Regions from separate parts of the Mus musculus genome. Here all the other regions are linked to region 1. Evidence: chromatin contacts called from public Hi-C and HiChIP or PLAC-seq data. All regions are on one chromosome and are shown on one strand. Each heading gives the region's core, a stretch centred on a gene start, on an enhancer-like site or on the middle of the called end of the contact. The rest is flanking DNA. Distances are from core to core; before and after follow the strand shown. Region 1 holds the start of Tfap2d (transcription factor AP-2, delta). Region 2 holds the start of Pantr2 (POU domain, class 3, transcription factor 3 adjacent noncoding transcript 2). Region 3 holds the start of Pantr1 (POU domain, class 3, transcription factor 3 adjacent noncoding transcript 1).

Region 1 (2,723 bases), core at 134-2,633:
CTTAAACACTTAAAAGGGAACCAAATGAAATAGCAATTAAGACTGAATTACCCTGTCTATCTCTGAGATGAGCTGGTGGGGCCAACTAACCCTCCAGGTTTTGGGTGTTTTATTTTTTTCCCCCTTGAGTAGGCAAGTTTGCTGATAAAACCTAGCATAGCCTCTATATCTTGAGCTTGTTGCTATCACACACACACACACACACACACACACACACAGAGAGAGAGAGAGAGAGAGAGAGAGAGAGAGAGAGAGAGAGAGAGAGAGACCTTCAAGACACTAGATAACTCAGTGGATCAGCCTAAATTTTGGATGAAGTATAACTCTAAAACTGTTTGAAAGTTGAGAAACCTAGAAGAAATGGAAATAGGTGTGTGTGTGTGTGTGTGTGTGTGTGTCAGTGTGCGCTGTTGTTCCCTGTCCCTTTCCAGCACCCTCTTTGTAAATGTAATGCAAGTATTTGGGGGTCCTTTAGGGGTAATATAACTGCTTCCTGTTGTTGAATGGTCCACACTCCCACCTTCCAAAATAGAAATAAGGAGAGACAGGCAGACAGACAGACAGATACAGAGAGGGACACAGAGAGGAGAACAAATAAAAAAACCAAACAAACAAACAAACAAAAATCACACTGTTTAAAAGAAAAGGGAAAAGAAAAATAGTAAAGGGGGGAAAACAGGCTGGGTTGGGGAGTGAAAGACATTTACTTAAGTGTGCAATATCCTCACACATCTTTATTCTCATACATTTTTCCAGTTGTCCTACTTCTTTGTAACAGAAACTTAGGACTGTCCATCATGATTATCTATCTTAAAAACTGCTTAAAAAAATGTTAGCCACCACCTGGTGTTGCCTTTCAAGGACGAAGAACAGAAATTCAATGTAAATATGAGAAAAGGGGTATTGTTTTCACTTGGAAGAAGGCAGACATCCCAACTGGGCAAGACTGATTGCAATGCCTGTTGGAAAAAAAGATCAGCTTTCAACATCCAGGGAGTGGAACCAATAGGAACAAATGCCCAGTCATGTAAAAGAAAGGTTTAATTAATATATGTTTCTGTCTGTAAGCTGCATGTATTGGGGATAGATTTCTATCTTCGCAATAAAAATGTGTAAATGCTCTCTGCAGAGATGCGTCCTCACCTCAGTCGGTATAGAAAAGCATGATAAAGGTTGTGGAAAATGGATAAAAAATGTTGAAAGAACCCCCAGTTCCTTATTAGGCGAAGATACAATATTTATTCCTTGTCTCATGGGATAAATCTCTTCTGCCTATTGTCCTCCCCGTTCTCACTGCTGATGCTTAATTTTCAAAACTTCTATATTACCAAGGGACCTACGACATCAGCCAAAGAAATTCTCAGCAAGTACAAAATCTGTTCCAGGGAGCTGCTTTTGTGCAGAGGGAAAATTTTGTTCCTACAGGTTTTTTAAGTGGGTACGAGGCAAGGAGCTATCTGATCCGGGCAAAACCATTACAGTTTAGATCTCTATCTACGGAACATTTTTTTTCTTCCTTTAAAAAAAATTGGAAAATACAAGAAGTTTTGGATTTTTTTTTCCTGATTCTTTTTTTGGAGGGGGAAATTGCATCGTAAGCTTTTGGAGAAACCCATCATGTCAACTACCTTTCCCGGACTAGTCCACGATGCGGAGGTATTATTACTTTTTTGTGTGTGTGTGTGAGCGCGCGCGCGTGAGTGTGTGAGTGTGTGGCGGCGGCGGTGGTGGTGGCGGTGGTGGTGGCAGCTTCCCCTGCCTCTAATCTATATTGGACCGTTACGTTTAATTATAATCTGGCTTTCGGGAGAAGTTACGGAAGGGAACGGGAGAAAGTTCGTTATGACATCTGTCGCAGGGAGGGCAACTCTCCTCCAAGTTAAGCACCATTTGCAGTAATGAGGGAGAAGCATAATCCTAACAATAAGTGGGGACGAGGAGAAAGCTAGAGACACAGAAAGGATTCTCCGAAAAGCAAAGAAAGGGGACTGATGAGGGACAGTAGGTGGACGTGGGGGTTGGGGGGTGGGGGGGAAGAACGCAGCGCATCCCTTTCAGAAGGGGTTTATTCAAGAAATGGCACACAAGTGGCTATGGGGGCGAGCAAGTTGAACAATTTGCACGGACTGGGATTTTTAATGTACATGTATATATACCTTTATATTTGTGGACGGTGATCCTTTTATTTATTTATTTTTTTTTTAGCAGCTCAGGCTGAACACCTCCGCATGGCCAGGAGGCATTTCGGTGCTAGGGTCTGGCTGGAGTAGCGATGTGCATCCTAGCGTTTTCTGCATGTGGACTCTCTTGCTCCCCTAAGCCCCCAGTCACCTGCAAACCTGACTCCCAACGCCTAGCTCCAGGCACAAGTTGAGAATTGAAGGGTGTGAGTGTATTTGAGTGTGTGTGTGTGTCTGTCCGTCTGTCTGTCTGACTGTGTGTGCATGTGTAATGTCGCCCGCACCTATATAGGGTGGGGGATTCCCCCCACCCCACCCCGCTCTCTCCACTGTGAAGACGAGGCCGCCCACCCCCAGTTCAACTGTTAGCGAAGTCTGCTTGGTGAAGGCACTCACTGAGTCCGGCTGCTCTCCGGAAGCCCAGCGCGCTCTCTCCTCCTAGGGAGAGACAGGGAAAGCTCCCGACTCTGGGAGAGTGGCGCCTTGGTTGCAAAATGACAAACCTCAAGTTTTTCTGCTCTCCCCTTTCCCCCTCTTCCTTCC
Region 2 (2,723 bases), core at 122-2,621, about 24 Mb after region 1:
GAGGCTGGCATGGAGACAGAGGGAAGTGGTGGACAGCCTCCTGGAGGTAGCCTTAAGACTGGTAAAACTTCTCTGATACTTTCCCCTCTCCAGACAGCCACAGTCTCAGGAAAGACTCACCAAATGCCATGTCAACCCCGGAGCAAAAAGAACGTGGAAAACGTAGCACTAGTTCTTCATTTTCTCCTTAGCTGTTGAGTTTCACTTGTTCCTCTCACCCCATCTGTGGTAGAAGTTAAAACAACTTGTCCTTTTAAATAGATTTGGGTTTTCAGCATTACTAGAGTACTGGGAGAGAGTGCTTGCCCCAATTCCACATCCAAACCAAGTCGGTTGTAACCAGCCATCTTCAATTATGCTCTCCATAACTCGACAGAATCAGGAATCAAGGTACCATTAGGTACAAGAAGCAACAAACTTTACTAAAAGAAACAAATATAATATTGACCACGGATACATACAAACTCCCTGAAATATCATTTCTACTCTTCTTACTTCTTGGGGACAGGGGTAGGAAGTGGAGTGGGGAGGGATGGTGTAAAAATCTTAGCTGGTTTGAAAAATAACTCGATCATATTGTCTGAGTTTAAAGTTCTCAAGTCTAATCATAAGTAATAAAGTTGTTAATAGTTGTAATTGGTTTCATTGCTCGATGTAACTGGTGTTTTATTTGTGACCCAACTAAGCTTTGTAGCAAAGTACAGGTGGTTCAGAATCCATAAAAGGGAAGTTATTCCTTCTCAGGCAACTTTTCCCAATAGAAGGCAAAGTGAAGACGGCTGTCTCACACATTATCTCCTCTGCTTTGCTTTTTTTTTTTTTTTGAACACTATAGATCTAGGTTTTAATTTCTCTAGATGTGTGTGTGTATGTGTGTGTGTGTGTGTGTGTGTGTGTGTGTGTGTGTGTGTGTGTGTGTTTGATAGACCTGAAGATGCGTGGCCATCGTGCGTGGGCTCTTGAAAGCAGAGAAGAAACTCAATGTACTCAATGTACACAGAAAAGAACCGCTTTGCTAGCTAGATCAAATGCCCGACCAAGTTCACTTTCCATCCCTTCGCTGGAAGAGGGTCACCCACTGAAAGCGAAAGCTCCGGGGATTTGAGAGGGGCAGCAAGGACGGCTTAGCTTCCTAGGCCTTCTCCCAGTACTCTCTCTTCACACCCCGCTTCAGAGTACTTCTCAGGACTTCCTAATCCGAGGTGCCCACTACGGACTAGCTTCCCCGCGCTCTCCTCAACTCTTACTGGCTCCGCCGCACCCTGGACTCACCCCACACAGTCGGTCCGCTCCATCCAGACTGGAAACAGGTCTGAGTCGGGCAACGCTGGAAGCCACATCTCATCAACACCAATCCACACCAGTCGCCTAGATCTAGGCTGCAGAGAAGCCCGCGACACGCTGCCAATGATGGTGGGGGCAGGGAGGCCATGAAGAACCGCAGCCTCCAGCTGGGTTGCGGCTTTCTTATGGAAATGACCCGCGCTGGCCTACTGGACTCAAGCGGGTTCCATAGTCCCGCACCCCATCTCTCCAAAGCTTTTCCTCCCGCAAACCCTCATCCTCCTCATCCTACCGTGGCTGAACTGGTGGGGGATGAGCTAGAGCTACGCCCCGGCCGCAGAGCGCGGGCCGGGTCTCCCCTCGGCCCGACGGGCTCCAGCTCCGCATTAAATATTCATAGCAATCGCTACTTTCTTAAAGGGGAACCCGCCGCGCGGGAAAGTTCCCAGCCAGGGGGACTCACAAAGGAAGGTGTCTGCTCCCTCCGGTCCTAGGGGTAACCGGGCACACAGCTCCTGAACACTTGGGCGAACAGGGAAGGGAAGGGAAGGGAAAGATCAGAGTACCCGCTCGCCTACAGTCAAGACACTTCCTAGAGACTGCGAAAGAAGAGATATTTGGAAAGCTTTGGAAGCCCCGATCACTCGTCGCATAATTATTTAAAAATAAGTGGTCACATCTAATGCTTCAGGGTTTCCAGGGCCTTTCATTAGTTTCTTTCATTTTATAGTTTTAAAAGGACGGTGGTTTGACTTCATTCAGGCGTCATCCGCCCGGGGACCAGAAAGTTTGCTCTGTATTGCTTGAAACATGCACTCGGGGAACTTAGAAACATCACTTTGAGAGCCTAAAACAAAACCTGCACCTGTCCCATGGCTGATGTGCAGAGCTGGAGCTTGAGAACTCAGAACCCTTGTGGGGGTACTCGTGGGGAGAATTGGTCTGAACCCCAGCGCCACTGCTCAATTCCAGGCCTCTTTCTTCCAGAGCACGGAGGGCCTGCATAGATGTGCAGTCCTCGGCCTTCCGGAGGCCGAAACCCATCTGCCAACTGCTCAGCAGGGACCAGGAGAAAAGCGGAATGGGAAAGGAAGAGGAAGCAGAGAAAGTTCTGGGCCCGCTGCGGAGGAGGCCCTGCCTGGGATGCACCCCCGCCCGGGGCCAGCTGACCCGTGACCGCTCCTCCTGGTGCCAGGCGACGCCCGCGCCCTGGTGTGCTTTCACCCCCACATCCCCCCCCCCAGCCCCCCCCCCCCCCCCCCCGCTCACGCCCACTCCACACTCTCTCTCTCGATAAGGCTCTTTTTGTTCCGGACCAGGAGCACTTTCACAAATGGTTAGAAAGTCTTGAGCGCCATCTAACGGGAACAGCAAAAAGTTGAAAGTGGGTGGAGGTTAGGACCTGTGAGGTGCCCAGGCTGGGCTCCGGAGAGTCCTTT
Region 3 (2,723 bases), core at 131-2,630, about 24 Mb after region 1:
GAAAGAAAGTGGATCTGTTTGCTGAGGCGCTATCCCGTTTCATCAGGCCACCTGAGACGGCTTTTGAAAGCGTGTACTGTGAAACTCATAGCAGTAATTTAGACAAAATCCTCACTGTATATTAATGAAAGGCGGCCCCATGGCTCTGTTCCTATCCTCCCCATTCAGTGTAAACAAAACCACGAGACTCTTTCGGTTTTTGAGCCGGATCCAAGCAAAATCGGCAGGAAAGGAAAACACGGGGTGCTGGCACCGACTATTCAAACGTCTGCACCTGGAGATCTCAGATTTATTCAATGAAATCTGTGTTCCATCTTTTATATATACATATACGCATATATAAATATAAAAAGGAACCTTTTGGAATGGAGGGGGGAATCCGTTCTGTTTTGGGGCTTTGGTTACTGCTGCCTTTTAGATCTGTTTCTACGATGGTATCTTTTCACCCCGGCAAGCAGGAGCTGGACCCGATCCTACATAAATGCCCCGCGTCTACGGTTAATCTCGAGATCACGCAGAGGCTGCGAGGCTGCTGCTGAGCTGGAGAGCTCCCTCTGTAACTGAGTTCACAGAAGTGAGCCCTCTAGAGAAATTATGCATCGGGGAGAAGGCAGGCCAGTTCTTTATATTCGGAGCACACCGACCGCCGGGTTACGTTCTCGGCTGCTGCTTGGACTAGAAACTGCAGATTGCGGTCCGGTGCCCTGCAGCTGAGGGTGCGGGGTGCAAGCACACGCACACTCATTAAGAGTCGTGTATTTATTGAATGTCCGAATTGGGTTAGTTCATTGGAAATCCCCAAGGAGGATTTAATTTGTCCTTGTTTTCGTTGCCACTTTCTCTTTTTTCTTGGTTCGCTGAGGTTCCTCTGTGCGGCGTTTCCGCTTGGCCGCGTCGTCCCCCCCCCCCCCAACACACACACACCACACCACCCCCTCTTCTCCCGCCTACCGGGCGCACTCCTCCTCCCGGGCCCCTTAACTCTTTCAGCTGGGTTGCGGCTGAGAAAGCACTTGTCGACAGCGGTCACAGCCACCTCGCAAAACCTGAGACCCAAAGAAAGAGGAAAATAAAGCGTCCCCATGCCCAAGAATAGCAAGCGAGTGAAAACCCCACCAATGAACACACTCACACGCGCGCACACACGCACGCACACACACACACACACACACACACACACACACGAGTCAGCGGTAAAGGGGACCGGGGTGGGGGGCGGGTGAGCAGCTAGCAGCCCTAGGCCCTCTAGGCGAGCTGAGGCAGACACTGCATTCTAAAGGCATTGGGATCGAATACACTTACGATGAATCTAGGGGGACGGTCGGGCTGATTGCCTTTCAAATACCTCGCGTGGCTTCGTTGACCGGCACCCTCCAAACTCACAAGGGCACGCACGATACTTGCAAGAATCCCAGAGGAGGGTGGGTGGGAGGGAGGAAAGGAGGGAGGGGGGGTTGGAGAGCGAGCAGCCGCAGCAAGCGGTCGGACTCGCACGCGCGGGCCCCGCGCTGGTACAGGGCTGCAGGTTTCCCAGATGATGGCATCCGAGAACTTAAACAAAGAGGGTCGCCGCCGGCGCGCCGCGGCTGCACAAAGTTGCAGTGGCGGATTTCCAAGAAGCTTGGCCACAGGAGCTCTGCGCGAGGCAAGCCTTCCTTTCCCACCTCCTGCAGGACAGAGATGGGGGCCCGCGCGTGAAGGGAAGAGGAAACTTTGAAACCAGTGGGGACACATCTGTCTATAGGTATTAGCTTGAACGTACATCCGCGGCGCGCGCTTTACAAATCTCTCGCGTGGGGTGGGGGTGCGACACAACGCAGTCTAGGTAGAATGGGTAGACTGCTATTTTTCAAGATTTTTTTCCCCTCTTCATTTTCCTCCTGGTCCCCCTTCTACCCGCCCCCTCCTTTTCTCTTCCATTTCTCTCCCAACCCCCCCAGACCAATCGCGAACACAGGGAGCCGCCAAGGGAACGCAGACGTTTGGGCTGGACACTAAGAGTTAAGATGTGGCGGAGGGGTGGAGCGAGGGGGGGGGACGACGAAGGGGGCGGAGGGGGAGGGGCGTGGAGGGGAAAGTGGCGCGGAGGAGGGAGGATGGGGCGGGGGGGGGGGGACAACAGATTTCCAGCTTCTACGACGCTCTGCCTAAATTAAAAAGCAACCAATCGGAACGGCCGGAAGGGGGGCCAGGCGTCCTAAGCCAGTCATTCCAGGCTTGCCAATCACCCAGCGGGTAGCCAATCAGCAGGGGCCCTGGTGCTCGACTTCCTTGTATTTGGGAAAGTGTGGTGGTGGGTGCGCGCTTGCGGCGGAGGGTAAACATTCGACAGTCCCTGCTCTGAGAGGGAGGGACGGAGAGCGAACTGTCAGATCCTAGCGGGAGCGGGCGCTCGAGAGAAGGAGAGAGGGAGAGAGAGAGTGAGAGAGAGAGGGAAAGTGAGACAGAGAGAAAGAGAGAGAATCCGGGCGCAGAGCTAGCTCCGGCTGCAACTCTGCCCCGGCACGCCTGCTCCCGCGCCCGCCGTCGGGTACTCTAGGAGCGGTACAACGTGCCCACAGGAGTTGGTTGTGTATCAAGGATTCCCTGTATGCACACACACATCTCCACCTCCACCAATGCACTCTTCTTCCTCCTCCTTCTCCAGACAACTGCCGGGGAAAAAATAAAACATCAACCCCAACCTTCAGCAACAAGGTAACAGAACAATTCGACATTTTTTT

Evidence for each region. A called contact is a pair of places that touch in the nucleus more often than the background predicts. HiChIP or PLAC-seq counts read pairs in DNA pulled down with a chosen protein or histone mark.
Region 2: an H3K27ac HiChIP or PLAC-seq map of embryonic stem cells shows a contact between it and region 1, with 16 times the contacts expected there. The contact joins the promoter of Pantr2 here to the promoter of Tfap2d in region 1. A contact is called at or near these places in 1 of 484 Hi-C or Micro-C datasets (epiblasts) and 1 of 115 datasets of contacts at active chromatin or transcription factors (embryonic stem cells).
Region 3: a Hi-C map of embryonic stem cells shows a contact between it and region 1, with 9 times the contacts expected there. The contact joins the promoter of Pantr1 here to the promoter of Tfap2d in region 1. A contact is called at or near these places in 2 of 39 promoter capture datasets (cranial neural crest and embryonic stem cells) and 5 of 484 Hi-C or Micro-C datasets (embryonic stem cells and epiblasts).

The regions. Positions count from the first base shown.
Region 1 is chr1:19,101,639-19,104,361 of GRCm38.p6, forward strand. Tfap2d (transcription factor AP-2, delta) reads left to right here and starts at 1,384. Exons shown (of 8, transcript NM_153154.3): 1 at 1,384-1,656. The coding sequence starts at 1,618. The region is part of intron 1 of Gm15825 (predicted gene 15825); the gene reads right to left.
Region 2 is chr1:42,712,083-42,714,805 of GRCm38.p6, forward strand. Pantr2 (POU domain, class 3, transcription factor 3 adjacent noncoding transcript 2) reads right to left here and starts at 1,372. Exons shown (of 4, transcript NR_110495.1): 1 at 1,273-1,372; 2 at 121-223. The region is part of intron 1 of Gm46091 (predicted gene, 46091); the gene reads left to right.
Region 3 is chr1:42,693,445-42,696,167 of GRCm38.p6, forward strand. It overlaps Pantr1 (POU domain, class 3, transcription factor 3 adjacent noncoding transcript 1), which reads right to left and starts at 1,381. Exons shown (of 4, transcript NR_027826.2): 1 at 1,303-1,381. Pou3f3 (POU domain, class 3, transcription factor 3) reads left to right here and starts at 2,324. Exons shown (of 1, transcript NM_008900.3): 1 at 2,324-2,723. The region is part of intron 1 of Gm46091 (predicted gene, 46091); the gene reads left to right.